Regions from separate parts of the Mus musculus genome. Here all the other regions are linked to region 6. Evidence: chromatin contacts called from public HiChIP or PLAC-seq and promoter capture Hi-C data. All regions are on one chromosome and are shown on one strand. The core of a region is the stretch at or near the end of the contact, and the rest is flanking DNA. Distances in the headings are between cores, read along the strand shown. Region 1 overlaps Trim33 (tripartite motif-containing 33). Region 2 has its middle 6.7 kb from the start of Gm25869. Region 3 holds the start of Magi3 (membrane associated guanylate kinase, WW and PDZ domain containing 3). Region 4 has its middle 19 kb from the start of Gm25199. Region 5 has its middle 48 kb from the start of Gm25869. Region 6 holds the start of Olfml3 (olfactomedin-like 3). Region 7 has its middle 42 kb from the start of Phtf1os.

Region 1 (4,006 bases), core at 548-3,047, 430 kb after region 6:
TCATTGAAACTATGTGTACAGGGACAAACAAGACATCTCAGTGATAAAGGCACAGGCTGCCAAGCCTGGTTCAATCCCTGGGACTCAAATGCAGAGAGAGCCAGTTCCTGTTGAGTTGTCCTCTGACATCCACAAATAGGCACTGCGGCACACAGGAGTGTACATATGCATACATATGGCATACACATACACAGGTGTGTACATATGTGTACACATACACATATGCACAAGTTTTTTTTTTTTTTTTTAAGAAAACAGCAAGACAGCAACTATATGTATCGTACCTGAGACATCTTCTTTTTTCCTGATCAGGTGGTCTTTAGTGAATTTTACTCTTTGATGTGCTTCAATGCATGTCTTACACAGCCACTCTCCACATTCTACACAAAAACCAACTGCACTTGCATTATCTTCACAACTAGTACATACCTAAAAAAGAAATAAACACTAATCTATATTACATTTGCCAAATGTAGATTAACAAAATAACTGAAAACTTTGTAACTTGCTCTTAAAAACCATTAATTATACAAAAGCATAAAATCACTGTTATTCATTTAATCTTCAAAAACATTTCTTTAGCAATAACATTTAGATAGGTAAAAATCTAATATTCAGAACATAAATCTATATAAAACTTAACTTTTTAAATAATAACTATTTTATTCTACCAAGTCTTAGGGTGTGGAAGAGTAATCTTTATTTCTAATTTGAAAGATAGAGCTATAGCAGAAGTACCTAAATTACTTAAATATTGTTTCTTATAATTTACATTTAACCACAAGAAAAATATATATGAGTATAGAGAGAACCTGAGGTGCATACCTGTTCTGATTTCTCATCAGAGCTGCTAGGAGCTTCAGATGTGTCTTTCACAAAATAATTATCCACAAGATCTATCTGTCTACATTCTTGACGACATACTGGACACCGTATTACACCAACTTTAAAAAAAAGAAGAGGAAGCAGGGGTTAATGTTCTTCAAAAGGAAAAGCAGGAAAGTCTGCATAAAGCCCATTTGGAAACCACTTGTGTACTACAAAAAAAGACCAAAGACATGAACAAAGCAGTTTGAGTTATTTCCCTGGAGAAAAATGATACCCATCTGGGAAAGGAAAACATGTATTAAAATGCTCCCACTAGAAATTTTTATTAAAATACAGAATTAGCTGACAGTCCTAAAAGAAATGCTAATCTTTCAAAGCCTATAAATGGATAAAAGAAACTGCAGCTGGGCAGTGGTGACACATGCCTTTAATCCTAGTACTTGGGAGACAGAGGTAGGCGAATCTCTGAGTTCAAGGCCAGCCTAATCTGCATAGTTCCAGGACAACTGGGGTTACATAATTAAGGCCCTGTCTCAAAAAGGGTGGGGGAGGAGGAAGATCTCATCAAGGTGCTTAATATAGAATGATTTCTGAATTATTCAGAGTGAACCTGTAAGAATGAGGCAGGTGTGTGTATGTATTCAGGTACCCAAAGGAGATTTAAAAAAAAAAAAAAAAAGGTGTTAGGGGCTGGGCGTGGTGGCGCACGCCTTTAATCCCAGCACTTGGGAGGCAGAGGCAGCCGGGATTTCTGAGGCCAGCCTGGTCTACAGAGTGAGTTCCAGGACTGCCAGGGCTATACAGAGAAACCCTGTCTCAGAAAACAGACAAAACAAAACAAAAACAAAAACAAAAAGGTGTTAGGTCTTTGGGAGCTGAAATTACAGGCAGTTTTAATTAAGCCTTGGATGAATGCTGGGAACTGAACTCTGGTCCTCTGGAAGAAGAGCAAACATTCTTAGCCACTGAGTCACCACTCTAGCACTCAGACGCAGACGCAACAGCACAACAGCTGAATCAGAAGACTAGAATGATGTGCCAAGAAAGGTACCCACTAAAAGCTAAGAAGACAATGAATGAATTCTTCACCCAAAACCTGTGCAATCAGTCCTGACGACGTTCCTCCAGAGCTTTTAAGAGTACGAGGTGTATGTATTCTAAATCAAGCTCTTCACGCAAGAGGAAGAAAATAAACAAGCATTCTATAAAGATTAGTTTGGTACTTAATATAATCTATACGATTGTAGGAGAAAAAGCACCCATGCTTTTATCTATTCATGTTTTACTATCTATTAGACAGGATAAACTGCTGAGGTAATATATGAAACTTAAGGAATTAAAAATTAATGCAGAAATCAATAAAACAAACTACTGGCATGTCAACCATGGCACTGGAAGGTGCATATACAACACAAATGACATGGTCTAGGCTGATGATATGGCTCAGCAGTTATGAACAGACCACACTTCCAGGGAACCTGGGTATGATTTCAGCACCCATGTCAGTAAACTCAAAACTGCCTGTAACTACAGTTCCAAGGTGATCCAATGCCTGTGGCCTCCAAGAGAACCTGCACTTATGTGCACATATCCACATACACACAAACACACATACACATAGCTTAAGAATAAAAGACATTATGCTGGATATGATGGAAGGTGTTGCTAATCCTAAAACCTGAGAGACAGAATCATCCTAAGTTCAAGGCCAGTCTGGACTACATAGCAAGACCCTATCCCCAAACAAATAAGCAAAACAAAACAAATATAATCCAAAGACTAAATTTAGTGTTCTTTATGGTGTATAACACACAACTCTAGAAAACACCATATGTAAAGACCAAGGTATAACAAAGTCTCCAAGAATTGCAAAGTACACAAACCGCAGAATCTATACAATCATTCTGACAGAAAGTGAAAATGTAAACAAAGTTCTCAACCTATCCAGGTGTCCTGGGAAGCATATGTAGTTCCAGCTACTCAGGAGGCTGATGCACAAGAATCACTTGAATGTGGACACTCAGCCTGGACAACTAAAGACTCACCCCACCCCCTTTTTTCATCCACTTGGCAGTACACACACCCTCATTCTAAAGCAGTTGCTCTCAGCCTTCCTGATGCTGACGCCCTGTGCTACAGTTCTTTGTGTCGTGGTGACCCCCAACCAGAACATTATTTCATTGCTACTTTATAACCGTCATTTTGCTGCTGTTATGAATCCTAATGTTTTCAAATGGTCTTAGGCAACCTCTGTGAAAGAACTGTTTGACACTCCACACGGGGTTGAGACCCACAGGTTGAGAACTGCTGTTTTACAGTATTTCCCAGAGGCATACACACACTATGAAAACAAGCCAAAAAAGATGGAGTTGCTTGTATCGGCCTTTTGAAAAGTAGCTAAAAGCCAAGAGCTTAGGAAGAGTGCTTTAAGAACATGGTTACCTAGCACTAATTGTCTTTTAAACTCCGTCCCTACTTTAATTTCATTTATTATATTTGTTTCAGATATAAAAATATTCCACTTCAAAATGTAATATTTTAAAATAGAAAATGGGGAAATGGAACAGGTCTGGCAGAAAATACTGTTCTTTACATTCTCTTAGTTCATATGATAATGGCGTTTTCAAACTGGAGGAAATGCCATACAACTTTTAGTACTACTAGCTTTAAAAAAATCAGTAAAATATAGAATAAGATTATATTTACTAAGAGTTCTTAAGACTTAAAAGGCTTAACATTTGAAAACTGAACAATGCTATATAGGCTTAAACTTTCTTAAAGCATGTTCAATCATATTATATGAATGCACACTTGTAAGATCACAACTTTTAAAAAGATATTCCCTTTCTTAAGGGTGCCACGCTAAAACTATTTCCAAACCAAGGAGTCAATCAAAAAAAAAAAAAAAAAAAAAAAGAAAAAAAGAAAGAAAAGAAAGAGGGAAGAGGGAAGGGGGAAGGGGGAAGGGGGAACAGAAAAGAAAAAAAAAAATGTACTCATTAACTGAGGACCTAGAACTTGAATGACATAGAATAACCCAGTTACTAGAAAGTCAATCTGTACAAGCAGCTCAGCCAGTGGCTACTCTCAGAGGTTAACAGAACTGTCACATGAAAGCCACAATTCTCATGGACCTCACTCCATACTTTAACAATAACTATTCTAAAGTATGGGTGAG
Region 2 (4,344 bases), core at 1,753-4,252, 320 kb after region 6:
GAAGGCAGAGAAGCACATGTTGCACAGAGAAAAGCACGAAAGACGCCAACAGGCCATCCTTTTTCCCGATGTACCCCACCAAGCAGATGTCTGAGTCATTGAGTCGGTCTCCAAACTTGGGGACACCAGCTGCAACTGAGGATGGCCATGGGCCTCCGCTACTGACAACAGGCGTTAAAGTCGGTTGTGGTGGCTCATACCTGCAATCCCAGCACTTGGAAGGCTGAGGCAGAAGAGAGCTTATGGTAAAGTTGCAATTCTCAACCTTCCTAACACTGCGACCCTTTAACACACCTCCTTATGTCATGGTGACCCCCCAGCCATAAAATTATTTTTAACAATTAATAAATTGTTTACTGTTATGAATCATAATGTAAATATTTGGTGTGCAGAATATCTGAGATGCAACCCCAAAGGGGTCGCAACCCACATAGGAACCCCACTATCTTAAAAGAGACTAAGGTTGTGGTTTACCAATGAAGCACTTGCCTAGTGTGCCAAAGTTCTGGGTTCAATCCCTAGCTTAGCAAATAAGTAATAATCAATAAATAAAATCTGAGGGTCAAGACAAAAATAAGTTGAGGTCCACAATCATGAAATGTCAGCACACTGAGAGTCTTGGGGACAGCTCAGAGGTTAAGAACACTGGCTACTCTTGCAGGGAACCTGGGCTCAGTTCCCAGCACCCATATGGAACCTCACTTGGTACACATGAACTCACACAATACACACACATACACATGAAAACAGTTTGTATGAAAGAACTTGGGTGCATCGATCTCTATTTAAACACTGTTCTGTGCGTTTCTGAGGGAGGGGTTTTAGGCGAGATTCAAATGTAAACCTGTGAACTTCAAATCACACAGACTGCCCCTCTTGGTGCTGGGTCTCGCCCAATCAGTTGAGAAGCTAACTAGCAAAGAAAGACTTCCTGCGCAGTGGGTCTCTGCTGCTTTGGTGGGAAAGGACTCCGTTTAAAATGTACGCTGTGCTTTAAATCAGAAGGCTTTGTTTAAATTCTCATCTCTGGAACACTTACTTGCTGTGACTCTGGACAAATCCCCCCGATGCTCAGTCTCCCTATGTGTAACGTGGTGGGGCTCTCAGGAGGCCAAATAAGCCAATACATGTAGGATGTAAGTGGTCTGTCCTGAACAAAGAGAGCATCTTTAAGACCAAAACGCTCAGCTTGCATCGGCTTCCCCTGGTGGGGGCTCCGGTGTCACATTGATTTCGTCAGGATTATTGTTACAATAAAATACTCTGGCAGGAAAACTCATTCTTTTGGAAAAGAGTATGTGCCCTTTTAATATTTCATTCATGGTGTGCTTTTATAAGACAAATACAAGTCGAGGGTATAATTAAAACTCCTTCCAGCGAGGCGGCTGCGGTCCAGGGAGGAGGTCAGCACCTCCATTCTTCCGAGGTCCACGGTTGGCTGCTTGCCTGCCCTGCGGGCTCTATGATTTCCTGTCCCCCACGTGCTGGGCACAAATCAAATCATTTCCAATGACCCAATGTGAGTCTCTGCCACTCAAAGCTGAATGAAGAGACCAAACAGCATCAAGATGGGTCTCCAAAGAACCAGGGTTCCCAGGGGTTGCGTTTCTTGGAAAATATGAGGTTAGAAGGGCAATTGAATCCAGAGGGTGGTGTGGAAAATGGGGAAGCCGTCTGTGGGCCCTGAAGATGGTTCCTTCTTTATAAACAGAGATCTTGATTGTGTGAAAGCCACGCAAGGGCTTTTCAGCGAGATCTGTAAGCTCGGATGTGAGTGGGCATCTCTCCAGGGAGCGGTCTGCGTCCTGGAAATGGGGTGTTGCCTTAAATAGCGGGCAGACTTTCCTTTGGGTCAGCTAAGATCTGAGTGCTTGGAGCGGTTTCCAGTCCTACTGGATTCACAGTGTCCCCTGAAGCCCAGGGTAGAAATGTCAATCTTACTTCATTTCTGTTTCCCTAGACACCCTACTTTACACATGCACGCTAGCGGGGACACACACAGAGACACACAGTGCTGGCTCCTTCTCCCATCAATACAATGTATTCATAATTTCCCTCGTGCCTGCAAGCATTTGCATATCCTGCTGGCCCTGTCTGGAGTCTGCTTTCATCCACTGTTAACTGCAGGGGTTGGAGGGCTCACCACCATTCATCCTGAGTCCCAGCTTCCCCTGTTCAGAGAATCCTCCTTGACCTGACCTCAACTTCCACTGCCTCCATTCTCCTCGCTGATTCAGCTCCCACATTCTGTCTTCACAGCACCCAGCTTTGAGCACATTGTTTGCTTTTCCATCTTTTTCATTAAGAATCGAACTGCATGAGCCAACATATTTTTATCTTCTCTCTCTCTCTCTCTCTCTCTCTCTCTCTCTCTCTCTCACTCTCCCCCCAAAAACAATGGGAGCCATATGTTATCCCTTACTGTAGCTATTCAGAACCCCTGAGACTTCCCTACATGCAATATCTCCACACCCCCTTACTCTGCTGCCCTGAACTGAATACAGTACCTGGTACATAGGATGTAGTCAATTAAAGAGTCTGGAGTGTCAGTAAAGGATACATTGTTTCCTAAACAGTTCAAACCCTGCCTGGTTGTGTTTCTTTGCCATACCCTCAAACATATCCTGAGTGAGACATGACTTTAATGGCAGCTTGTTAACTCCTGAAGTCATCTGTGGTATGTTGAAGAGACAGGAAGGGCTAGATGGATTACAGACAAACCTCTCCAGCCCTCTGCTGGCAGCTGAGAAAGCAAGAATGCATGCAGGAACATGAGCAGGTCAAATCAGACAAGACAGATTCCTGCATGATTCTATGCCTTGATGCAGCTGGACAAAACAGCAGGTTTCCATCTTTGCTGCCCTGGATCTGTATTTATTGCCTGCTTCCCAGTCATGTTTCTCTATTGTCAAAAAAAGAGATTTGCCGGAGGCTGGCTCCCTTCCCATTAAGGTCACCAGAGAGCCACTGAATGCTGGGAAACAGTGGGCTCAGCACAATGTCAGGGAAGAGTTACTGAAAAGGAGCTCTGCGCTAGCGGGTCTGGCAGAGATCACACACAGAGAGGTCAGGGAGAAGTCACCACACAAAGGCAGGCAGACCAGACCCAGGAGACCTCCTCCTCCAGAGTTCTAGCAACTGACAAAGTCCTGTGACAGACCTCCCTAACTACAGCAGGACTCCCAGCCATTTTGATGACTCCCAGAAAATCACTTGAAAAAAATCCAACAAGAAATTCTTTCTATGATTAGGAAGAGATGGGGCGATCTGCAACCTGGAGGGCAACTTAAAGCCTCCAGAGCTGATCGCTCTCTCTCCAGAGCACAGCAGCCGCCTTAGAGACTCCATTTTCAAGAGGACTCTTGGGTCCTTCCTCTGGAAACATCCTTCTGTTTGTCAAAGGGCTCTTGTGTTACAGACACGCGGCTTCTCTGGTTAGGTCAGGAAGAAGGGAGACATCCAGGCAAGGAACTTAAACGTAAAGGGTCAGAAGAAACCTTTCTCACTTTGCTAAGGTGCCCAGAAGCCAGGCTCATGATTCCATTGTTCTGTCCTTCCTGTCTTGAACACAGTTAGGGCTCCCAGGTGCTAGAGAAGGTAGGGCCAATTCAGTCTTTTACATTTTGAGAACAGCAGGACAATAGAACTCAGTAAGTCCTCCTACCACACTCCAGAGAAGAGATGATGGACCAGTCATTGACTACTAATAACTGATGGCTTTCCTTTTCCAGGGACTGAATAGGGAGTCTGTGCAAGTCACTGCTTGGGTCTCCTCTTCTTCCTCACATCATAAAGTGGCACTCAGTAGTTCCCCAGGTCACTTCCAACCCACTGACTTCTGAGTGTTGGCTCTCTACAGAGACAATTTTTTTCCAACAATTTCCTTCCAATTTTTAATAAAAATCAATGACTTCATTGGTCTTAGAAATGCTACATGTAAGATATGTAAGCAAGCCAGGTGTGGTAGCGCACGCCTTTAGTCCCAGCACTTGGAAGGCAGAGGCAAGCCTGGTCTACAGAGTGAGTTCCAGGACAGCCAGGGCTATGCAGAAAAACCCTGTCTCAAAAAATCAACAAAACAAAACAAAACAAAACAAAACAAAACAAAACAAGATATGTAAGCAAAATCGAAAAGTATTAAAAGTAACTTTTAAAAATTTCATCCTGAGTCAGAGACATAACTAAATAGTAAAGGCACCCCCACCAAGCCAGATAACCCGGAGTCCCATCTCCATGACCCACAGTGATGGAAGGAGATAATGGCCTCTAAATACTGCCCTCTGACCTACACACACACACACACACACACACACACACACACACACACACACACACACACTTTGG
Region 3 (4,070 bases), core at 72-2,571, 480 kb before region 6:
CAAGCCTGCAGCTCCAGGGCTCCACTTCCCTTATTGTTTCTTGAGTCCAGCCCACATTTAGTGTTTTTATTTCCCCAGTTCAATGGTGTGAAGGAAATCACTGTAGCTGTCTGAAGCTTGATCTAGTTTGTAGAGCTCCTCGGAGTTTAAAATAAGGGCTATCATTAAAGGGAGTCAGAAGACATGCCCTGTCACAAAAGTGAGACAAGTGCCCCAGTTCAGAGAAAACACTTTCCAAGAAATACTGGACGACTATTTGGATGAGGTGAAACATTTACGAACAGAGGGCATTCCAAAGACGAGAAAGCACGCGTTCAATGAAGGAAGAAAAAAAGCTTAAGTGTTTCTGAAAAATTAGAGCTGGGAGAGATCTGAGGTCTCCCTTGTTCTGAGTCACTTCTTCCACCTTCTTACAAACAAGCAGACGCGAAGCAGAGATCTGGTCAAGGTCAAGCCACCAGTGTCAGGACTTAGCTCCGCAGGCACCAGGTTGTTTTTTAATCCATCTCCTTCCCGCTTTCCTCAAATGATCTTCTAGTCAGTCTCTCTCGCTAAGCTGCAGTCTCCTCGAGAGCAGGATCACTGTTTTCTTCATTCTTGGAGTTCAGTAGCTAGTGTAATTAATGATCTTCACTCTCAGCTTGTTTCCGACAGGCTGTCTAACTTGCCCGAGATCACACAGCATTCGAGCACTGGACTGTATTTTACCCTCAATTAACAGGATTTCGCCAATGGATCATTTAAGAACATTCATTGAACGAATTAACAAATTCAAACCCGTAGAATCCGTTTCAGCCTTAACAGGCCCATTTAGTGGCTCCACCGTTCGGAGTAGCTGGGCACTGGACTCCCAGGATCCAGGCAAAGCACTCCCAGGATCGCCTTCGGGCTCCAGCTCCGAGGCCCCGCCCCCTGCCCAGCTGGGCACGCCCCACCTTGGGGACCAGGGTCCTTTCAGTGTTTGAGTTTCCCTTGGCTCCAGCCCCTGGCTGGAGGGCCTCTCCCCTCTAGGCGACCTGTGCCCGCTCCCAGACCAACCCTCTCTTTTCCCTCCCCCTTCTCCCTCCCTCACACTCTAAACTTCTTTTTTCCTCCCTCTCTAAACTTCAGTCATTCTAGTGCCCGCCTCCTCTACTTAGACCACCCAATCAGAAATCAGCATGCCCGCCGAGGGCCGCCCCCAGCTGCCAGAACCCAATCCACGGTGCGGAGCCGAGAACTGGGCGGGTCCTCCGGAGCAGAGCTGGTGACGGCAACGCGCCGGGCGCTGCGCTGCGGGAGGGGGCGGGGCCGGGCCGGCGAGGGCGGGGGAGGGGCCGAGCGGGGAGGAGGTTGCGGCGGGTTTGAAAGCGCCAGTTTCCTGGCAGCTGGGGCAGGCGTTGGTCTCGGCGCTCCGGCTCCGCAGCAGCCGCGCTCCAGCGAGCGACTAAGCTCGGTGCGCGCGTACCGATACGAGCCTCGGTTCCAGCCGCTCCCTCAGCTCCCGCCCCTTTGCCTCAGCCTTTCCCGCCGCGCGGGCGCCGAGTCCCGGCCGTCGGCGCTGACCCCGCCCGGAGACCCCGCCGGCGCCGCCCGCGGGGCGCGCGCTCCCTCCGGCTCTCCTCAGCGGCCCGCGAGAGGGGCGGCTCGCGGCGGCGCGCGGCCGGCGGGCTGAGGCGGGGGGTCGACGGCGGCGCCCCTCTGGCCGGGCTGTGCGCGGGGCCCGGAGCGGCACCGCGGCCGCCCGCGCGGGGGCTCCCCATGGTGCAGCGGAGGTCGGGATGTCGAAGACGTTGAAGAAGAAGAAGCACTGGCTCAGCAAGGTGCAGGAGTGTGCGGTATCCTGGGCCGGGCCCCCGGGCGACTTGGGCGCCGAGATCCGCGGCGGCGCCGAGCGCGGCGAGTTCCCTTACCTGGGGCGGCTCCGCGACGAGGCTGGCGGCGGCGGAGGCACCTGCTGCGTGGTCTCGGGCAAGGCGCCCAGTCCGGGCGATGTGCTGTTGGAGGTGAACGGGACGCCGGTCAGTGGGCTCACCAACCGGGACACTCTGGCTGTCATCCGCCACTTCCGCGAGCCCATCCGTCTGAAGACGGTGAAGCCAGGTGTGTGGTCGCCTTGGGGACCCGGGTCCTGGTCCGACTCCCCGGGGAGGAGGGGGGAGGGGGCGGCGCCGGGGTTTCCCATTTTGCGGCTAGTAAAACTGAGCTCGGGTGAACCGACAGCTGTGTAGGCTGTCAGGGAATTGGCACTAGGAGCTGGCTTTCCTAATCCAGCTCGGTCTCCCACCGCATCAAGAGTTTTTATTTTTATTTTTATTTGCCTAGAGAAGAGCCATCTCTTTTCTTCTCCCCTTTGTGGAAACAGTCCTATGATGATAATCTTTTCTTTGGAACGTATTTGCGTCTTCTAACGGGGAGAAAGGGCTTTACTATGGAGACTCGGCGCCGGATCGAGGGCCGAGGTTACCACTGAAAGCTCCTGGGAGGGCTCAGCTGGCCCAGTGCGTCGTGCACGACCGCAGACGTCTGGGAGCTGACAGTCCCACTCTGTGGGTCTAGGTGGCTCAGGTGTCTGAGTCCCAGTGAGGTACAGTGTGTGGTATGAGGCAGTGGAGCTGTTGTGTCGTCTGGATTTGGAAGGAGGACCCAGGTGCCCAGCCGAGCAAATGCCTTTGTAAAGCTTTCAAATCTACAGTATTTGTTGAAGCGCAGGGTAAAAAAAAGAACCCCTTGGTGCCCTGGTGTCTTTGATGCTCGTAAAATGTGCTGCAAAGCATGTTACGCTTATGGCATACTCCCTAGCTGGAAAGCATTGATCAGACTGCGCAGTCTGGTCTGGTAGTATGTAGTAAGTTTTCTTACGAATTTGTAAGAGAAAACACTGTTGGACCTTTCGGTATTGGTAAAATATGGTTCTGGCTTCTGAGGTGGTTGTAGACATGGGCATCGTGATTAATCATTGTTACTAGAAATCAAATTGTTTCTGCTGAACGTAGATACGGTACATCTGAACATATGGGGCTGCCAAACTGACTTGGGCTAGATTTTGGTCTTCCCCGTTCACTACAAAATGCTAGAAATTTCTAGAAATTTTAACACGTTCTCTCTCCCTCTCCTCCTCTTCCCTCCCCCCACTTCTTCCTCCTCCCTCCCTCGATCTCCCTCTTCCTCATCTTCAGCTCACTTTAGGACTGCCTCTTAAGTAGTCCTTGAGCTAATTGCAACTGATGGTTTGATGCAATATCCATGTGTTGTGGGTATGTGACATAATCTTACTAGTTTACATGAAGGTACTTTTCATATAATCTATTCTATGATACTATTAAGATTTGTGTGTTTATGGGTTTTTCTTACTGTTAATCTTTAGAACTTTGTCAAACTATAAATACCCTTTCTGTGTTTTTGAGGATTGTAAGATTCTTAACTCTTAACTTTTAGAACTATATGTAAAGGGTGGAGGGAACACTTTTGGGGCTGTAATTCGGTGTGTTGGTTACTGTTTATAATATTCAAAATACTATACATTTACTAGCCCAGGTAGGACTTAGGTCATAGGTTCTCAACCTGTGGGTCTCAACCCCTTTGGGGGTTGTGTATCAATTATCTTGCATATCAGATATTTATATTATGGTTCATTGCAGTAGCAAAATTACAGTTATGAAGTAGCAATGAAATAATGTTATGTTTGGGGGTCACTACAACATGAGGAACTGTATTAAAGGGTCACAGCATTAGGGAGGTTGAGAACCTTTGACTTAGATGAAATCCCATGAGCCAGCAGATAATGAGAATATGTGCATCATTGCTCTGTTTTGTTTTGATCAGTTGGGGCATTACTGAAGGAATAACAGTCATAAAGTTGTTGAGGAAGTTGTTATATTCCAAATCACTGTGGTTTGTTTAATAGATGAGAGGGTTGGCTCTTTAATAAACACCAATCTGTTATATACCTTTCGCATAAAATTGGAGAAAATACTTCAGGGTTTAAAGTGCTATACAGTAGTATTAGTTAACTGTATTGATAAAATCTTCCCTGCCCCAGAATATAGTCAGCATTTTGTATTAATAAAATTTTGCCTTCTTGTCATCCA
Region 4 (3,923 bases), core at 154-2,653, 270 kb after region 6:
TATACCCACTAAAGCAAACGGCAGGTGAGTGTCTGTTAACGTTTCCAGTATGTGTTATTTTTTTGCTGCTTGTTCCTCTCATAGCAACTTCCCTTTGCCCGTCCTATCCTGACAGCCCTCTCCTTCATCTTCAACATCCCACATACATTTCAAGATTTAGCAATGTTGACGTTTTCACAGTGATTATAAGGTTGCTATTCTTGCCTCTCTCCATCACTTACCCATTTTGCTTGCTTGTTTTGTTTTTGTTTTCCGTGCCCTCCCAGACCTCTCCTTGAACAGATTGCTTTCTATTACCACAGTCTTAACACTCCACTCTGAGCCAAATGGTCCTCTGCCGTCTTTTTAGCATCTTCTATTCATCAGTGGGAGTTGTAATTACAAACACTCCAACTGTTGCTTAAATATTTGTCCCTTTCCCACACAGCAGCTGATTTCAAAGGCAGGAAGTCCTCACAAATGAGCACTGTGTTTATGTATCACTGTGGTTGTGTCTTTGTGCTGAGCCTGAGGAGAAGAGATTTCCCATCCCCCTTCATTCTCTACCTGCCCCCCTCACCCACTCCAGCCTGGCCCACCAATTAGAATGCCTCACTATGTCTGAAGAGCCAACAGAAAATCTCCACTTTCAAGCATTTCAGAAGCAAGCACCTGTGCGGAGTGGAGATCTCTCTGTAACCGAAAGTGTAAAAAGCTTTGAGTCTTTAGCTGAAGAAAGAATTTGTTAGAGAGAGGACTTCACACTGTAAGTTTTACCTTCAGTTTGGTGAAGGCATGGAGGGCAATCTTGTTGTTCTAGACAACACAAACTCTGTTAATAGGAGTGTGAAGAGGGCAAACCAGAGGGAGTCCACAGCCACCCAAGGCAGCATGTCTGAGATGTTTCTGTCTCTCCCTGGTAAAGCTCCTTGCTACCATCACCAGGAGGGACGTGCTACCTTTTAACACTGGCTCAGTCACAGAGCCAAACCTAAAGAACATCTAAGGCAGTCTGGGGTTTTTGGTTTCTTTCATTAGATTTTGTGAACTACTGAGGGCCAACAGGGACAGACACAAGGAAAATGTCAGAAATAATATTTTTCCAGGCCAGGCATGCAGAGTGCAGGGTCTTTCCCCAATCAGCACTGTGGCAGTCCATCGGTCAGCCCCTTCACATGCCATCTGCAGTGATCACATGCTAACCCCAGGGTAAGTCCAGCTTTAGAGCCCCTTGTCTGGGTGTCTCACTGCCTGGCTTCCAGCCTGCGTCTCCTCTGAGACCAGACAGCTTCAAGATGAGGATGGCTTGTTCACACAACTGTCACTTACTCAGCAAACATTTCCAGGCTCTCATTTCGATGCCAGGCATAGAGGTCAAAGGGCGGCGTGGCAGCAGCAGCAGCTCTACTTTCAGGTTTGTGTCCACTGGTCAGGGAAGCAGATGAGCAAACTATCAACCCTGCCAGACTATCAAGGGCGGAGACGGGCCATAGACAGAAAGCATTATCTACCTGAGACTGAGGGGTCAGGAGGAACTCCTAGAGCCTGACATGCTGGAGATGAGATGTGCAAAGGAGTGTGATTACTAGAGTCTTGAGCAGAAAGAGAGAAAAGGTCAAGGCAGGGACTGCATATGAAAAAGTGAGGGCAGTTAAATAGCTCACTCCTCCTCAGATCTCCAGCGACCCTGTCTGGTGGGAACTACGGGTATAAAGATGACTCTCGGCAGAAGAGGCGGGAAGGGGTCAGAAGGCAGTCTCAGGAAGGGAGGTGTGTACTGAGTGAGGCTGTAAACTTTATCCTGACAGAGTCCTGGAGCCAGTGAAGAATTTTAAACAGGGGGTTGACACAATCAGATTAGTGATTTCAAAACCCTGGTAGCAATGTTTAAATAATGGGGGAGGGGAGCAAGAAAAGGACAGGACTTGGTCTGGGACTTGCTGTAATAATAATAGAATAACAGAAAATGGCAAAGGATAAGGTTAGGCAGGTACCCATCAACTTTGTTATTTGCATAGCAGAGTTAAAGAAAGGATAAAGAGAGGGAAAACTTGGAACAACCACAGCGTTGTGGCTGAGACAATCAGTTTACAGCAATAGCTAATGTAACTGCGTAGTATGTAAATTATGTATTTTTTTCCTTTGTGGTTTCTCGTTTTCTCATTAACCTCTTTCTTGTCAGGGCCTATTATGTGCCAGGCATAGTTTTAGATACTGAAGACGATGAGAACAGAGTGTAGAACTAATCAGACGATTTTAGGGCAGAGACCTCCCCAGCCCCTGCAACAACAACAACAAACCCACAAGCAATTATGATCTTGTTCTTGGCCAGAAGTAGGCAGATTGGCTCAAAGCCCAACTCTCAGATGATCTACAGTCTCACTCTTGAGAGAGTAAGGTTAGGAAGCTAACAGGAACTAGGAGACTCGGAGGCCATTGAGGACACACTCCAACCTCATAGTCAGACTTTGGTCCCCGGCTTCTGCCACCTTGGCAACACTAGAAAGAGAAGCATCCATTTTGCCCCCTCCTTAAGATTTAAAACACCCCGTGAAAAGGTGAAGGTGGAGCCCACTAAGGAAAAGCTACTTCTTCTGCTTCCTAGGACAACATCTGACTTCTAACTCTGCTCCCAGCCATGCGGTTCTTCTCCTTCTTCTCCGCTCCAAAGATTGCATAACAGATTGCTGTCTCCTTCCTCCCTTAAGACTTAATGCAGCTGAGCCTGTCAGTCTCCTGTCCAAGAGATAACCTCTCACAAAGGCTCCTTGACTTAAAGATATGCTAAGGAGGTGGGAGGAATAATTACAAGCCCCTTAATGAGAGCAGTTAAACAGAAAAAGACGACGGGAAACCTTTATTAATCTGGCATTCATTTAATGAACAGAGCATACTCAAGGAAAGCCCACTGTTGTGTTTTATTTAAAAAGATAAGAGAAAAACAGGGTTGTGTTTGGTGGAGGCATGGTATGGTGTGGAGAAGGGGGTGCCTCTGCTGGCCCTTGCTGAGGTATCCCTTCCCTCTGAGGGACCAGCTACAAGATAGTATAGTATAGAATAGAGTTTATTCAGGGCATGGGGAGGGGAGCTGAAGGAATAGAGACAGAGAAAGGCAGAGAGAGAGAGAGAGAGAGAGAGAGAGAGAGAGAGAGAGAGACAGAGAGAGACAGAGAGAGACAGAGAGTAGAGCAGTAGAGGCCAGCCATGAGCATGTGGAGAGAGAGAGAGAGAGAATGGGGAAAGGAATGGGAAGAGAGGGGGAAGAGAGCAGTAAGGGGCAAGATCAAGAAGAGAAGAGAAGAGAGCAAGAGAGTGAGGAGGGGGCAAACAGCCCCTTTTATACTGAGTCAGGCATACCTGGCTGTTGCCAGGTAACTGTGGGGCGGAGCCTAGAAGGAATGCTAACACCCACAACATACAAATGTGGAACAGGCAGGTGCTCTGTAAATGTCCCATAAAGGGTATTTCATGCCCTAGCCCTGAGTTTTGGGGCTTTCCCCCTCAGCTCACCAGTCCATTCCTATTCTGGGAACTGCTTTCTCTTTCTTTAGCTGTCTCTTTCCCTGGCTATTTAGACCATCTCATTCTCTAAGGACCCCCCGCAACACCCCCCTCCCTCACCCACCCTCTCACTCCCACCCCCACCCCCGTCACACGGATACTCACTGATCTGCAGAGCTGCCTGCTTGCTTAGACCTTAACTTAAAAGATGGGTCTTTCTCCCTCCATTTTCTTCATCTCCTGCCAAGATTGTCTAGCTTGCCTGCCCTGTGGCTTTCCTTTCAAATGCTATAAAAAAATGTTCTTCCAGCTTCCCTCAGAGTGTGTTTTGGAATTATTTTATTAATAAGGCTAAGAATCCACAAAGGGCATCCCCAGATCCCAGGTAACAAGGGTCAGTAGTGGAGGAGAAGCAAAGACAATAGCCAGGAGTAGGGCGGCTG
Region 5 (4,129 bases), core at 544-3,043, 360 kb after region 6:
CTCCCCAGAGCATCTTGCTCTGCGGAGCAGGTGCCTTAGCACCACACTTGCTGGGTACCCTCCAGGTCAACAGAACTCAGTGGCCTAAAGGTTCTCTCAGCCTAGAGCAGCCCTAGTCTCCCCTAGCGCAGGAGAACCCCTAACCATTCATTTCTTCTGAAAACCCTGTGGGACTGAAAAGCCGCCGTTGAGACCCTTAAATTCTGCAGCGTTCTCATGAGTCTCTCCCATTTAATCCTCAGACTCTTCCTATGAACTAGGTAAGACCTGGTGTTCCTCACAGGCAAAGACTCTCAGACTAGAAACTGAAATTACTCAGGTCTGGGGTTGCAGAAGAGACACAGACCCCAAGACACGTGCTTTCACTCTCACAAAGTGAGAGGAACCCCTGGGGACACAGCTCAGGACTGTCCCCAAGGGTAGGACCGTCGTCATTCAGACACCCTGAGCCAACCCTGGTGGGCACTGGCTGAGCTCCCGGCAGACTCCAGAACCGCTGTAGCCTCTGTAGCAGGATCCATGCAAGGCAGCAAAGCCCACACCCACACCCAGAGTGTGTCCCAGGGCTGAGTTGCCACGGCATTTGATATATTTGAAAAGAAGGGGTCTTTAGGAATAGCCCTATGACCCTTGGTACCCCTTCCCTGGCCTGCTTAGGAAATGACATCTTGTTTCTCTCTCTAGTCACCTCACTCCTCCTTCCAATCAGTGCCTGTCATCAGTCTGCTCAGAGAGTATACAAGGCACAAGCTTGGGGTCATACCAGGTAACCTAAGAGTTTCTGTCTTTTAAGATTTATTTATTTATTATATGTAAGTATACTGTAGCTGTCTTCAGACACTCCAGAAGAGGGCGTCAGATCTTGTTACAGATGGTTGTGAGCCACCATGTGGTTGCTGGGATTTGAACTCCAGACCTTCGGAAGAGCAGTCGGGTGCTCTTACCCACTGAGCCATCTCACCAGCCTGAGTTTCTGTCTTTAGAACCAATCCAGTCACCTTTGGGCTGCCTTGAAGAGGCAAGGGCCCACCCTGAGCACTGCTGGGGGTGGCTTCTGGACTTTTCCTCCCATCCTGTCAGGTTGTTTTCCTAATAGAGATTCACCTTGCCCAGTTAATGAGTCCTAGGCCAAAGAGGGAGTGGAGGCTGACTTTGGGAAATGTCTAGGTCTGACCACCCGCCTCAAAAATGACTCCCAGAAGAATCTGGGCAGGGGGTGGGAAGGAGGGAAGGAATCTACTCCTTGGGGCTGCTTCAGGAAGCACACACCAATGCATCCTTAGTTTGTCTTTAGGGATGCTGGGAAGAGTCTCAGGATGATGGGGGAAGAGGCCAGGAGCATGCATTTAAGCACTGTTCATACCCTGGCCTGACTAATGGTGATCTGAGGTCTGGCTCTGACACCAGGGAAGTTGTTATTGCTGGAAGGAACAAGCCAGTGTTCATCGTGGGACGATTGATCCTGATTGAGGGGAGTGCAGAACAACTTTGACATCCCATCTACTGATTGGCTTGCTGTTCCTGGCCCTTTGAAAACATCTTAGTTACTTCTGTCATGAGCCTTGAAGCCCTGAAGGTATGTGCTAGCTCTAATACATATGAGCCTTAGATGGTTAGCATGCTGTGTGCAGGACGGATGGAGGTAAAGGCTGTAAGGGCCATCTGCGGTGATACTGTCACCCAGTGACTGTCAGGGTTGATGGGTCTGATCTAGCTGCCTGGAAATGGCTCCCCTTCCTGCCTCACTCCTCCTCATATTTCTTTCCCAACACTGGGGAGCCATTGTGCAAGGCAGGCACAGTCAGGGGCCACTCCTCTCCTTTGTCAGTTGAAACTTTATGGTGCAAATTGAGCAAGCATAGAGGCATTCCTGTCCCTAAAAGAGCCTGCTTAGGAATGGGCTAACCCCTATATGAATAGCCACCCTGAATGAAACCACATTCTATCTTTGTTCAGGGAGAGTGTTGCTTTGAAAAATGACGCCCTTGCTCTCCTCACCTGCTGCAGGTGATAAATTCCATTCCGTGTGTGTGTGTGTGTGTGTGTGTGTGTGTGTGTGTGTGTGTGTGTTCCCTGTGTTTACGGTCGCTTTGCAACCATCAGGATTCAAATCCATTGTGTTCATTGATAAAGGTATACAAGGTGACTTCACTCTCCTACTAGAACCTCCAAAAAGAGGCAGTAGGGTAGACAAGGTACAAAATGGAAATAGAGATGCCAGAAGTCTTATTTTTTTAGTTATTGGGGGAAGTGGACTACGCATGTCAAGGTCAGCGGATACCTGAGGGTCAGTTCCCTCCCTCTATCTTTACACGGCTTCCTGAGATAGAACTCAGGTTGCTAGCCTTGCAAGGCAAGCCCCTCTAGCCACTGTGCCGTCTCCATGTCTTGCTAGGCTTTTTATTTTGCTTTTAGTTACCCATGAGACATCCAAGGGTCCAAGTATGTATGAGACCAGTGCCTTCAGCAACAGCAGCTTCTAGGTTTCTATGGCAGACACACACACACACACACACACACACACACACACACACACACACATACACACAGATACACACACACATACACACAGATACATACACACAGATATACACACATACACACACACACATAAACACACACATACATACACACACACACACACACACATATTCTTCAGTCTCCTGTCTAGGTCAGATTTCCAGCACAAACAATACTGTCACCAGAGTTGGCTGTTGACATGGTTATTTCTACTACACTGTAAATGTTTGCAAAGGGCTATGGGAAGAATTTACATATATATACACATACATACATACATACATACACACACACACACATATATATATACATATACAAACACACACACATATATATATATATGTAAATGAATGAATGAGGCACAAGCCTTTGCATATGTGGTTCCCGTTCTGAGTGTGGCTGGTCTCAGATCTGAGATGTTAGTAGTAAAGGCATCCCTTAAGCTACTGATCTTGAGATGTTGCAAGAAACTGTTAAATTTGCTTCCTGGTTCTCTGAACACAGTGAGGTGTAACCTAACTTGTGAGAACAGAGTACAACACATTCCTGTGATAGGTCATAGACTCTCAGCCAATCAAAAGCAGCCAACTGTTCAAACCTTGTTCAAAAAAGGAACTCTCCAGCTGTTACTAATCTAGCTGTCTCAGGGTCCTGGATTTCACATTTGCAACTCACTTCCTGTTCTCTGGCTATAAATATAACCTGCCATTCTGGGGCTGGCCTAGCCTGTGTGTGATGGTTTGTATATGCATGGCCCAGGGAATGGCACTATTAGGTGTGATCCTGTTGGAGTAGGTGTGTCACTGTGGGTGTGGAAGCCAGTATTCTGCTAGCAGCCTTCAGATGAAGATGTAGAACTCTCAGCTCTGTCTGCACCATGCCTGCTTGGATGCTGCCATGCTCCTGCCTTGATGATAATGGACTGAACCCAATTAAATGTTGTCCTTTATGAGACTTGCATTGGAAAAAAAAAAAAAAAAGCCAGACGTGGTGGTGCACGCCTTTAATCCTAGCACTGGGGAGGCAGAGGCAGGTGAATTTCTGAGTTCGAGGCCAGCTTGGTCTACAAAGTGAGTTCCAGGACAGCCAGGGCTATACAGAGAAACCCTGTCTCGAAAAAAAAAAAAAAGAGAGAGTTGCCTTGGTGATTGTGTCTGTTTACAGCAGTAAACACCAACTAAGACACTGTAAGACCCTGGAGAGAGGTTTGGGGAGGAGACAGTTTGCCCATCAGAGTGAGGCTCTTTGCTCTAGGCAGCTGCTCAGTTCTAGAATCACAAATAAAGTCAGTAAAGATGTGCAACAGAGCCGGGCATGGTGGCGCATGCCTTTAATCCCAGCACTCGGGAGGCAGAGGCAGGTGGATTTCTGAGTTCGAGGCCAGCCTAGTCTTCAAAGTGAGCTCCAGGACAGCCAGGGCTACACAGAGAAACCCTGTCTCGAAAAACCAAACAAACAAACAAACAAAAAAAAGATGTGCAACAGTGGGTAATCGGGTGCTGCTCCCTGGGGAAGGACTTGCCTAGTTTATATAAGGCCTTTTGGGAGAGCCTCAGTAACAAAAAAAAAAAAAAATGTTTTGTTTTTTGTTTTTTCCCAGATCTAAGTC
Region 6 (4,177 bases), core at 590-3,089:
TCAATAAAATGGGTAAATTTTCTGACTGTGGCTGGTTTCAATTCTGTGTTAGGACATGGAGGGGACTGACATGTGGCCTCTTTGAAGTGCCTAAGCATTCTGTTTGAACATGAGTAGAAAGAACACTGCTACATTAGAACATCTTTGTACACATTTCCATACTGGAAATGAATATAATTTTGTAGGAAGTATTTCCCTGACTCTGACCCCTTGAAAAGGCAGATGGCTTTTGAGATAAACTAATTAACATCATTTCCTAGCACATGACACCAAACATTCAAATCAGCACAGTGAAAATGAAACTTAGGGAAAGATATTTTTGTCTGTCTCCTTAGGCCCTGTTAGAGCTGTCACCTCTTTAGGGACAGCTCTGCGGTAATGCACCTGCTGCTCTTATGGAGGGTCTGGGTTCCATTCCCAGCACCCAGTCAGACCCCTCACAAGTGATTTCTAACTCCAGCTGCAGGGTGCATACCCACACAGACACATAATGAACTCTTAAAAACAAGAAGAACCTCTGATCCAATTTCTCTTGATTCCAAAGTGAACAAAATTTTCTCCTGAAAAGAAACTGGAATTTGTCTAGATTAATCACTGCAGGCCCCTTTGTAAATGCTGCATATTTGACTTCTTCTGATGTATGTTCCTGCCTAGCTCCCCTGTAGCTTTAGCTGGATAGAAAGGAGGAACATGGGCTGGAGAGAAGGCTTAGTAGTTGAGTGTACTGTTCTTTCAGAGGAGAGGGGCTCAGTGCTCAGGAACAATAGGCAGCGCACAATCTCCTAAAATTCAGCTCTGGAAGATCTGACGTCCTCGTCTGGTCCCCACGGATACCTGTATCCCATGCAGATACCTGTATACAGACACATAAAAGCATATGTAACTGAAAAACCAAATTTTTTTTTACTTAATTTTAAAGAAATGAGAGATACTTACAAATGCCCTACTGAACCATAACCAAGAAAGGCGATCAATAGTCTGTTCTCTCCCAGTGATAGGAAGGTCAGAATATATTTGTTTTCCTTTAGACTATGTTGTACATATTTTTTTTTTCAGGTTTCTCCCCTAAATCCATGAATGTAAACTAGCATGTCCTTGCTGCACCCTCCTATTTGGGAAATACCTGGAAAGTCATGTCAAGGATATTTAAGTCAGCTAGCTTAAAACAAAAACAAAAAACCCCACCTCCCATTTCTCAACAACCTCCAGTTTTGTTTCTATTCCTTTCCTTGGGCTAAATCAGAGATTTGGTACTCCATAGGGAGCCCTGTGATTTGGCTTGCTTAGGTTGAGATTCTCCACACGGTGAAGTCCTCGCCTGATTTCTTTGCCATGGGAGATGGCCCCAGAATGCTCAGCACAAGGTGGCGCCAATGAGCTATAGAAAGTTGACTTCCCTTTGCCCCAACCCCCATCCCCTCAAACCTCATCTCCTGTGTTTCTGGCTTCACTGAACAAGGCAGAAAATCCATTCTGTTATTTCTGGAGAAGGGATAGGTTAATGAAGGGTGCTGGGTTCTTACCGAGTCAGCACTGGAAGCCCTCTCCTAAAACGAATGGAGTTTGCTGAGTTTTCCGGGGGTCTCGGCTTCCTGCAACTTGCTCATTTTTCAGAAGGCCTCTGCCTCCAGATTGCCATCTCTCCCCTTTCCGGAGGAGCTCACAAGTCTAAGTTGCTGGTAGTTAAGGCTTCTGGCGACTGTGCAAAGGGGCCATCTGTGTTTGATCAGGCCAGGCGGGAAGGAGGGGGTGGGGGTTGTAAAGAGACTGAAAGCATTCCAGAGTAGTGAGAGACACCAGAGATGGGAAGGAGGAGGCCCCGCCCCCGCCCCGCCCCCAGAGCTAACGGGCTGGAGGGAAAGAGGCCGAATGCACACACTCCTCTGGCCCCACTTAAGGCTGCCATGGGGCCCAGTGCTCCTCTGCTGCTCCTCTTCTTTTTGTCATGGACGGGACCCCTTCAGGGACAGCAGCACCACCTTGTGGAGTACATGGAACGCCGACTAGCTGCCTTAGAGGTGAGGGACTTGTTTCTCTTCTCACCCAGGATGAGTCCACATCTATAGGTGCAACTAGCTGTCAGGGCTCTGGGAGTGACAAGATCGGGTTGTGTAAGAAGTCCTTAATGACGAGTAGCCTCTTAACTACAGACTTTTATTTCCCCAACATAAGACAATTGCCCAGCAAATAAACGCAACACGGCTCCCTCAGATTAGATGGAATAAGGGGGCAGGGGAAATGAGAGTCAGAATCGGGCTGCATCTATGCTGCTATACTGTTCAAGTTTCCCAGGCAATCTGCCTGCAACTTCCTGTCCGTTTCTTCCCCGCACCCCACATCTACTCCCTTTTGGACAATTTGAAGTCTGTAGCATCCTAATTTCCTGGAGGCTCAGATCACTGAGAACGCAAGGTGAAGGACTCTTATTCAGGCAAATTAAGCCAGGTTCCTCGGATGGGATGGTACCACTGACTAGTCTCCTCTGCTGTGGGAGCATGGCTGAGCTGGTCCCTTTCCTGGCCCTGACTCCCTGGCTGGGCCTCTGCTTGTCTGGGAGCTATAAACCTGCAACCCACCCTTCCTGACTCCCCGATCCCTTCAGGAACGGCTGGCCCAATGCCAGGATCAGAGTAGTCGGCATGCTGCCGAGCTTCGGGACTTCAAAAACAAGATGTTGCCTCTCCTGGAGGTGGCAGAGAAGGAGCGGGAGACCCTCAGAACTGAAGCAGACTCCATCTCAGGAAGAGTGGACCGTCTTGAAAGGGAGGTAGACTATCTGGAGACACAGAACCCAGCTTTGCCCTGTGTAGAGCTGGATGAGAAGGTGACTGGAGGTCCTGGAGCCAAAGGCAAGGGCCGAAGAAATGAGAAATACGATATGGTGACGGGTAAGTGATCTCACAGAGGTCCAGACAGTTTCAGAACTCCCCTTTCCTGCTTTTCTTCTTGTCCCAAGCCACCATAGCTCTATCTTTCAGAATGACACATTCATTGAGAGTTTCTAGAGGCCTGTCCTTTATCGGTACTCCATCTCTCAACCCTCCGTGAGTGGACACATGCACGGAAAAGTGTGTCTCTGTTCCCCAGGTGGCCCACTCTGGGGGAAGTTCCTGTTATACACATCTAACTCTTGGCCTCTGTTTCCTTCTCCTGTGCTTTCTCCTCTTCCCCACCAGACTGTAGCTACACAGTCGCTCAGGTGAGGTCAATGAAGATCCTGAAGCGGTTTGGTGGTTCAGTTGGCCTATGGACCAAGGATCCGCTGGGGCCAGCAGAGAAGATCTACGTGTTAGACGGCACCCAGAACGACACGGCTTTTGTCTTCCCAAGGCTGCGTGACTTCACCCTTGCCATGGCTGCCCGGAAAGCTTCCCGAATTCGGGTGCCCTTCCCCTGGGTAGGCACGGGGCAGCTGGTGTACGGTGGCTTCCTTTATTATGCTCGAAGGCCTCCTGGAGGACCTGGAGGGGGTGGTGAATTGGAGAACACTCTGCAGCTGATCAAATTTCACTTGGCAAACCGAACAGTGGTGGATAGCTCAGTGTTCCCTGCAGAGAGCCTGATACCCCCCTACGGCCTGACAGCAGATACATATATCGACCTGGCAGCTGATGAGGAGGGCCTGTGGGCTGTCTATGCCACTCGAGATGATGACAGGCATTTGTGTCTAGCCAAGTTAGACCCACAGACACTTGACACAGAGCAGCAGTGGGACACACCATGTCCCAGAGAGAACGCAGAGGCTGCGTTTGTCATCTGTGGGACCCTGTACGTTGTCTATAACACCCGCCCTGCCAGTAGGGCTCGTATTCAGTGTTCCTTCGATGCCAGTGGTACTCTCGCCCCTGAAAGGGCAGCACTCTCCTATTTTCCACGCCGATATGGTGCCCATGCCAGCCTTCGCTATAACCCCCGTGAGCGCCAGCTGTATGCCTGGGATGATGGCTACCAGATTGTCTACAAATTGGAGATGAAGAAGAAGGAGGAGGAAGTTTAAGCAGCTAGCCTTGTGCTCTTGATTCTTATGCCCAGACATTTATATTCCTGTGAGCTCTCCTGCAGTTCATCCTTCAAAACGAAGGCCAGTGGTGGTAGCTCATATACCCTAATTTCTAAAGGACAACCAAATTCTCAAGCCCCTCTGTTTTATGCAGAACTCCAGATCCTGGGTAGCATT
Region 7 (3,761 bases), core at 889-3,388, 270 kb before region 6:
TTTTGGATGTCTATTTCTCACAGAAATACATGAACTTCTGTAAGTGACTTCCACAAAGATTCAGACGGGAGCTTGGCCTACCCTCTGCTCTTAGAGCCAAGGAACCTGCACTGACTCATGAGCCGCAGCAGGCCACTGGAAAGAGGAACTACATCACAATAACTGTGTCTTGGCATGCCTCATACCTAAAAGCTTTCAGCTTTCTAAACAATAAGTTGAATAACTTTCTGATTCTGCTGTTAGTATTTATCAGCAATCAGTATGCTACCATTTTGGGAAGGCTACCATCTGTAGTTAACTGAATTCATCTGGCACATCTACAAACTTGATAGGCTCTCAGTCACTATACCATATTGATATAAGAGCTGAACCTATGCAAAACTACCTTGTCTCAAATCACACAAGCTACATTAAGTACGATGAAATATATGAATGCTTATGAATTTGATCTAGCAGCAAAGTCTAAATCTCGTAGTCTAAAATACGGACACAGCCAACTGCTTTAATTTAGCCTTAAACTCTGCTTTTACGATCCTATTGATACATGCCCATTTTATACTCTGTACATTAAAGTCAAAAACAAAAATGCCAAAATTCACAAACCAAGAAACTTATTTTGTCTTAAGGACAACCACTAGTTAACCTGAGTACTACCTTGTTGGAGTATCATATAGGAGAAATATAACACTGCTTGTTTGTACTCAAATCTCATGGCTCAGTAAAACCAGTGACTGCAAGAAATAGAAGATAAATCACTACACTGGTCCATGTATGTAATAAATCAATGAGTTCTCAGATGACTCCAAATCACCATGTGTGAGAACAAGGCCCATCTGGCCTATTAAGAATATATACAAACCTTGTGTTAAAAAAAAAAATATATATATATATATACATATATATATGATTTTTCAAAACATTTAGTTGAATTTAAAATAAGGTTGATTTGCTTTACATAGCACTAGTGAATAAAATGCTTGAATCCATAAACTGGCACATGTAAGAGACCCAGTTTAGAATTTTTCTTGCTGAAAGAAAACCATATTCCACTTAGACAAGCACATTGTTATTTAACTCTTCATTGTTTAGCTTACTGTGTTTGTTACCATAATTTGACATGTCTAGGTTTGTGGAGTATACCTTCATAGCAATTTTAGAAGAAATGATTTTCCCAGAAAACATTTTAAAAACAAATCAATGGATGATTTTCTTATTCTTTGATATATATTACTCCCCCACTTAGCCTAATTCTATTTTTTCATCTTGGTTATATTTCTCAATGTAATATTACCAAAATCTTAGCCCTTTTAAGGAATCAAAGCTTAAGTAACTGGATATTTACACAGGGATAAATGAAACATTGGTATCTGCACAAACGGGAGAACTATTCTTCATCCAGTGTACATATATATGCTAAGCATCTGTTAGGGGGGTCCAGTACTGTTCTGCATTCTGAAGAGTAAAGAAGAAAGCAGCTGTTTTCAAGGGGCTTAAAGTCTAATTAAAGGAGACACAAGTCAGCAAAAGATTATGATACACATGAAGGAAATTACTAGTGATATAACAGATAATTAACTAGGGTCACAATAGAGAACCCTACCAAGAACTGAAAGCCAAGAGCTATTCAGTAGCTATCCAGTGAGCAGTAAAAATACACATTTGAGGAAGAAATAGTTGAAAATACCTACTAAGAGCAAAAACTCGGTAAAGGAGATGGTGTAGAAGGCAGTGAGAAGTGAGGTTGAGGAGGCCAAACTTGAGAGAAGGGCCTGGGAGGTGACCACAGGAAAGGCCTTCCCTCCTAAGCCTCTCCAGACAGCACCACCTACTGGGAACAAGTATTCAAATGTCCAAGGCTAGGCATTACATCTCACTCCAACCTCTACAGTGTGGAACTAGATTAGACACTGAACCTTTACCTGAGCAGCTGCCTAAGGACTAAAGCATTTTAAGGTGAGGAAAATGAGTCTATCCTTAAAACAAAATAATTAGAAGCAGATGTTAGATTTTGGACAAAGGTAGCACAGATAATAGAATTAAACAAGGAGAACTCCCAAGACCGCCTTCAGATAGCAGCAGTGTAAAAAGGAAACCAGACAAAGCAGGTTTAGCTAGGTACTGGTAGCACAAACACATGACACCCAACCACAATGAACCTCCAAAACAATGAGGAAGGAAAACTTAGTGCTAAAGTTAACGCAGGGCTGTAATCACTACCAATGCAGGAAAACCTCGTCACAAACAAGCAAGTACAGCGTATAGAAAGATGTTGCTTTAGCAGCAAAGTTATCTTAGGTCTAGCTGTTCCTGGCACACCTACCAAACTTCAAAGTAATCCTTGAAATGCCCAAACTCTCCAAATATTACAAAAAAAAAAAATACATGCACACTACAATACCCTATTCTTCAACACTGTAAAATTCACAGCCAATAAAAAGTTACCAGGCATGTAAAACAGAAACGTGTCTTAAATGAAGAGACAACACAATAAAAACAAATGCCCAAATGACACAGCAAATATAAATATGTAAATATATTTATTATGTGGGAGAAAATATTGTAAGTAGAGATGTAGACTTTCTTAGATCAAAATCAAACTTTTGTAGATGGAAAATATATTGGCTGTAGCAGACACAATAGAACATGCCTGCAATCCCAACAGACAGATGGAAGGGGGTCAGGAGTTAGAGGCCAGCCTCAGTTATACAGTGTAACTTATCTCAAAGATTAATATTACACTGGATGACATTACCAAATTAGTGCAGAACAGGATAGAAAACTTGAAGGTACAACAAAGAAAAAGCATAAACATTGGTGAGCTAAGAGATGCTTCAAATTACCTAACACGCATGTGTGTTTGAGTCCTAAAAGGAGGCAGGTCAGAGTGGAATGTAGGAAAAACTTGTTTAATGCCCCAAAAATTTGTAATTTGATCATGTGAAAATATAATCTATAAAATGATACAAAACAATAAACCATAGCCTCCTTAAGCCCAACACACCGCAACACAAATAATATGACGAAAACTACATCAACAAATAATTCAACTGCACAAAGTCAGTGGTAAAGGTGGAAATCTTTAAAGGAGTGGAAAATAAACATCAGATTCATCTGAGATGAACAAAAGCCAAAGACTTCTAGTCAGAAACAATGAAGTCCAGAAAGCACTGGAACACCTTTTCATTGTTGGGACAAGGTCTTACTATGTGGCTGACTGGGTAGCTTGCTATGGCGATGAGGCCTGCCTAAAACTGAGCTGCCCCACCCCTTCCCTTGCCCCCTTTCCCCCTTAGTGCTTGGGTTAAAGGTAGGCAGCACCACTCCCAGCATTCAACTACTTTTTTTTTTTTTTTTTTTTTTTTTTTTTTGGTTTTTCAAGATAGGGTTTCTCTGTGTAGCCCTAGCTGTCCTGGAACTCACTCTATAGACCAGGCTGGCCTCAAACTCAGAAATCAAGGGACCCTGCTTCAAATTAATCACCATACTGATAAGGGACACAGACCTGCTTTGCTGACTTCTATACACACACAATACCCCATACAAACAAACATATGTGAGCATACACTCACTCACATATATATATATATATATATCTGTGGATCAATGGAAGTTTTTAAAAAAAATAAAATAAAATAAAGCATAGCTCCCTCAGAGCACTTGGGATAGGTGCGTATTCTTGCCAATCCACTACCTATACATGTTTGTATCTTCACAGCTATAAAGCTATCAGATTTTTTAAAAGGATATTAGATAATGATAAT

The links. Promoter capture Hi-C pulls out the DNA fragments that hold promoters and counts their contacts. HiChIP or PLAC-seq counts read pairs in DNA pulled down with a chosen protein or histone mark.
Region 1: a promoter capture Hi-C map of embryonic stem cells shows a contact between it and region 6, with 3 times the contacts expected there. The contact joins the enhancer-like site here to the promoter of Olfml3 in region 6. A contact is called at or near these places in 4 of 39 promoter capture datasets (cranial neural crest, embryonic stem cells, hematopoietic stem and progenitor cells and 1 more), 1 of 15 datasets of contacts at CTCF or cohesin (the NIH/3T3 cell line), 2 of 115 datasets of contacts at active chromatin or transcription factors (astrocytes and cardiomyocytes) and 2 of 9 other capture datasets (adipose tissue and embryonic stem cells).
Region 2: a promoter capture Hi-C map of neural stem cells shows a contact between it and region 6. The contact joins the enhancer-like site here to the promoter of Olfml3 in region 6. A contact is called at or near these places in 27 of 39 promoter capture datasets (the 3T3-L1 cell line, 3T3-L1-derived adipocytes, the C10 cell line and 15 more), 3 of 15 datasets of contacts at CTCF or cohesin (embryonic stem cells, large pre-B cells and stem cell-derived epiblast-like cells), 44 of 484 Hi-C or Micro-C datasets (the 3T3-L1 cell line, the AtT-20 cell line, the C2C12 cell line and 28 more), 26 of 115 datasets of contacts at active chromatin or transcription factors (SST interneurons, T-cell acute lymphoblastic leukemia, bone marrow-derived macrophages and 20 more) and 6 of 9 other capture datasets (adipose tissue, embryonic stem cells, embryonic tail and 3 more).
Region 3: a contact with region 6 is called in an H3K27ac HiChIP or PLAC-seq map of embryonic stem cells, with 2.3 times the contacts expected there. The contact joins the promoter of Magi3 here to the promoter of Olfml3 in region 6. A contact is called at or near these places in 2 of 39 promoter capture datasets (the C10 cell line and pre-B cells), 3 of 115 datasets of contacts at active chromatin or transcription factors (the 230-238 cell line, embryonic stem cells and large pre-B cells) and 1 of 9 other capture datasets (liver).
Region 4: a promoter capture Hi-C map of liver shows a contact between it and region 6, with 3 times the contacts expected there. The contact joins the enhancer-like site here to the promoter of Olfml3 in region 6. A contact is called at or near these places in 23 of 39 promoter capture datasets (the 3T3-L1 cell line, 3T3-L1-derived adipocytes, the C10 cell line and 13 more), 5 of 484 Hi-C or Micro-C datasets (the HL-1 cell line, the N1E-115 cell line, bone marrow-derived DN2 thymocytes and 2 more), 10 of 115 datasets of contacts at active chromatin or transcription factors (craniofacial prominence, differentiating embryonic stem cells, embryonic basal ganglia and 6 more) and 3 of 9 other capture datasets (adipose tissue, embryonic stem cells and macrophages).
Region 5: a contact with region 6 is called in a CTCF HiChIP or PLAC-seq map of the NIH/3T3 cell line, with 12 read pairs. The contact joins the enhancer-like site here to the promoter of Olfml3 in region 6. A contact is called at or near these places in 20 of 39 promoter capture datasets (3T3-L1-derived adipocytes, the C10 cell line, the HPC-7 cell line and 13 more), 3 of 15 datasets of contacts at CTCF or cohesin (CD8 T cells, the NIH/3T3 cell line and embryonic stem cells), 39 of 484 Hi-C or Micro-C datasets (the Ba/F3 cell line, the C2C12 cell line, CD4 T cells and 29 more), 27 of 115 datasets of contacts at active chromatin or transcription factors (CD8 T cells, DN3 thymocytes, the NIH/3T3 cell line and 21 more) and 4 of 9 other capture datasets (adipose tissue, embryonic stem cells, liver and 1 more).
Region 7: a contact with region 6 is called in a promoter capture Hi-C map of the HPC-7 cell line, with 2.4 times the contacts expected there. The contact joins the enhancer-like site here to the promoter of Olfml3 in region 6. A contact is called at or near these places in 9 of 39 promoter capture datasets (the C10 cell line, the HPC-7 cell line, HPC-7-derived erythroid cells and 6 more), 1 of 484 Hi-C or Micro-C datasets (large pre-B cells), 1 of 115 datasets of contacts at active chromatin or transcription factors (large pre-B cells) and 2 of 9 other capture datasets (adipose tissue and liver).

The regions. Positions count from the first base shown.
Region 1 is chr3:103,307,247-103,311,252 of GRCm38.p6, reverse strand. Trim33 (tripartite motif-containing 33) reads right to left here. Exons shown (of 20, transcript NM_053170.3): 2 at 826-944; 3 at 285-429. Among named protein-coding and RNA genes, the nearest start is that of Trim33, 30 kb to the right of the region's middle. Within about 2 kb of position 1,797, at least 21 of the 459 cell types and tissues checked have an H3K27ac peak or open chromatin away from gene starts, as enhancers often do. A contact at or near this core is called in embryonic stem cells, where this site is marked.
Region 2 is chr3:103,418,564-103,422,907 of GRCm38.p6, reverse strand. No RefSeq gene overlaps it. Among named protein-coding and RNA genes, the nearest start is that of Gm25869, 6.7 kb to the left of the region's middle. Within about 2 kb of position 3,002, at least 78 of the 459 cell types and tissues checked have an H3K27ac peak or open chromatin away from gene starts, as enhancers often do. A contact at or near this core is called in the P5424 cell line, Th1 cells, cerebral cortex and 12 more, where this site is marked.
Region 3 is chr3:104,217,657-104,221,726 of GRCm38.p6, reverse strand. Magi3 (membrane associated guanylate kinase, WW and PDZ domain containing 3) reads left to right here and starts at 1,321. Exons shown (of 21, transcript NM_001159354.1): 1 at 1,321-2,082. The coding sequence starts at 1,761.
Region 4 is chr3:103,462,776-103,466,698 of GRCm38.p6, reverse strand. No RefSeq gene overlaps it. Among named protein-coding and RNA genes, the nearest start is that of Gm25199, 19 kb to the right of the region's middle. Within about 2 kb of position 1,403, at least 32 of the 459 cell types and tissues checked have an H3K27ac peak or open chromatin away from gene starts, as enhancers often do. A contact at or near this core is called in the N1E-115 cell line and liver, where this site is marked.
Region 5 is chr3:103,377,250-103,381,378 of GRCm38.p6, reverse strand. No RefSeq gene overlaps it. Among named protein-coding and RNA genes, the nearest start is that of Gm25869, 48 kb to the left of the region's middle. Within about 2 kb of position 1,793, at least 135 of the 459 cell types and tissues checked have an H3K27ac peak or open chromatin away from gene starts, as enhancers often do. A contact at or near this core is called in CD8 T cells, DN3 thymocytes, the NIH/3T3 cell line and 16 more, where this site is marked.
Region 6 is chr3:103,735,663-103,739,839 of GRCm38.p6, reverse strand. It overlaps Olfml3 (olfactomedin-like 3), which reads left to right and starts at 1,839. Exons shown (of 3, transcript NM_133859.2): 1 at 1,839-2,018; 2 at 2,603-2,888; 3 at 3,177-4,177. The coding sequence starts at 1,905. The coding sequence ends at 3,997. Hipk1 (homeodomain interacting protein kinase 1) reads left to right here. Exons shown (of 16, transcript NM_010432.2): 16 at 1-25.
Region 7 is chr3:104,008,533-104,012,293 of GRCm38.p6, reverse strand. No RefSeq gene overlaps it. Among named protein-coding and RNA genes, the nearest start is that of Phtf1os, 42 kb to the right of the region's middle. Within about 2 kb of position 2,138, at least 14 of the 459 cell types and tissues checked have an H3K27ac peak or open chromatin away from gene starts, as enhancers often do. A contact at or near this core is called in the HPC-7 cell line, where this site is marked.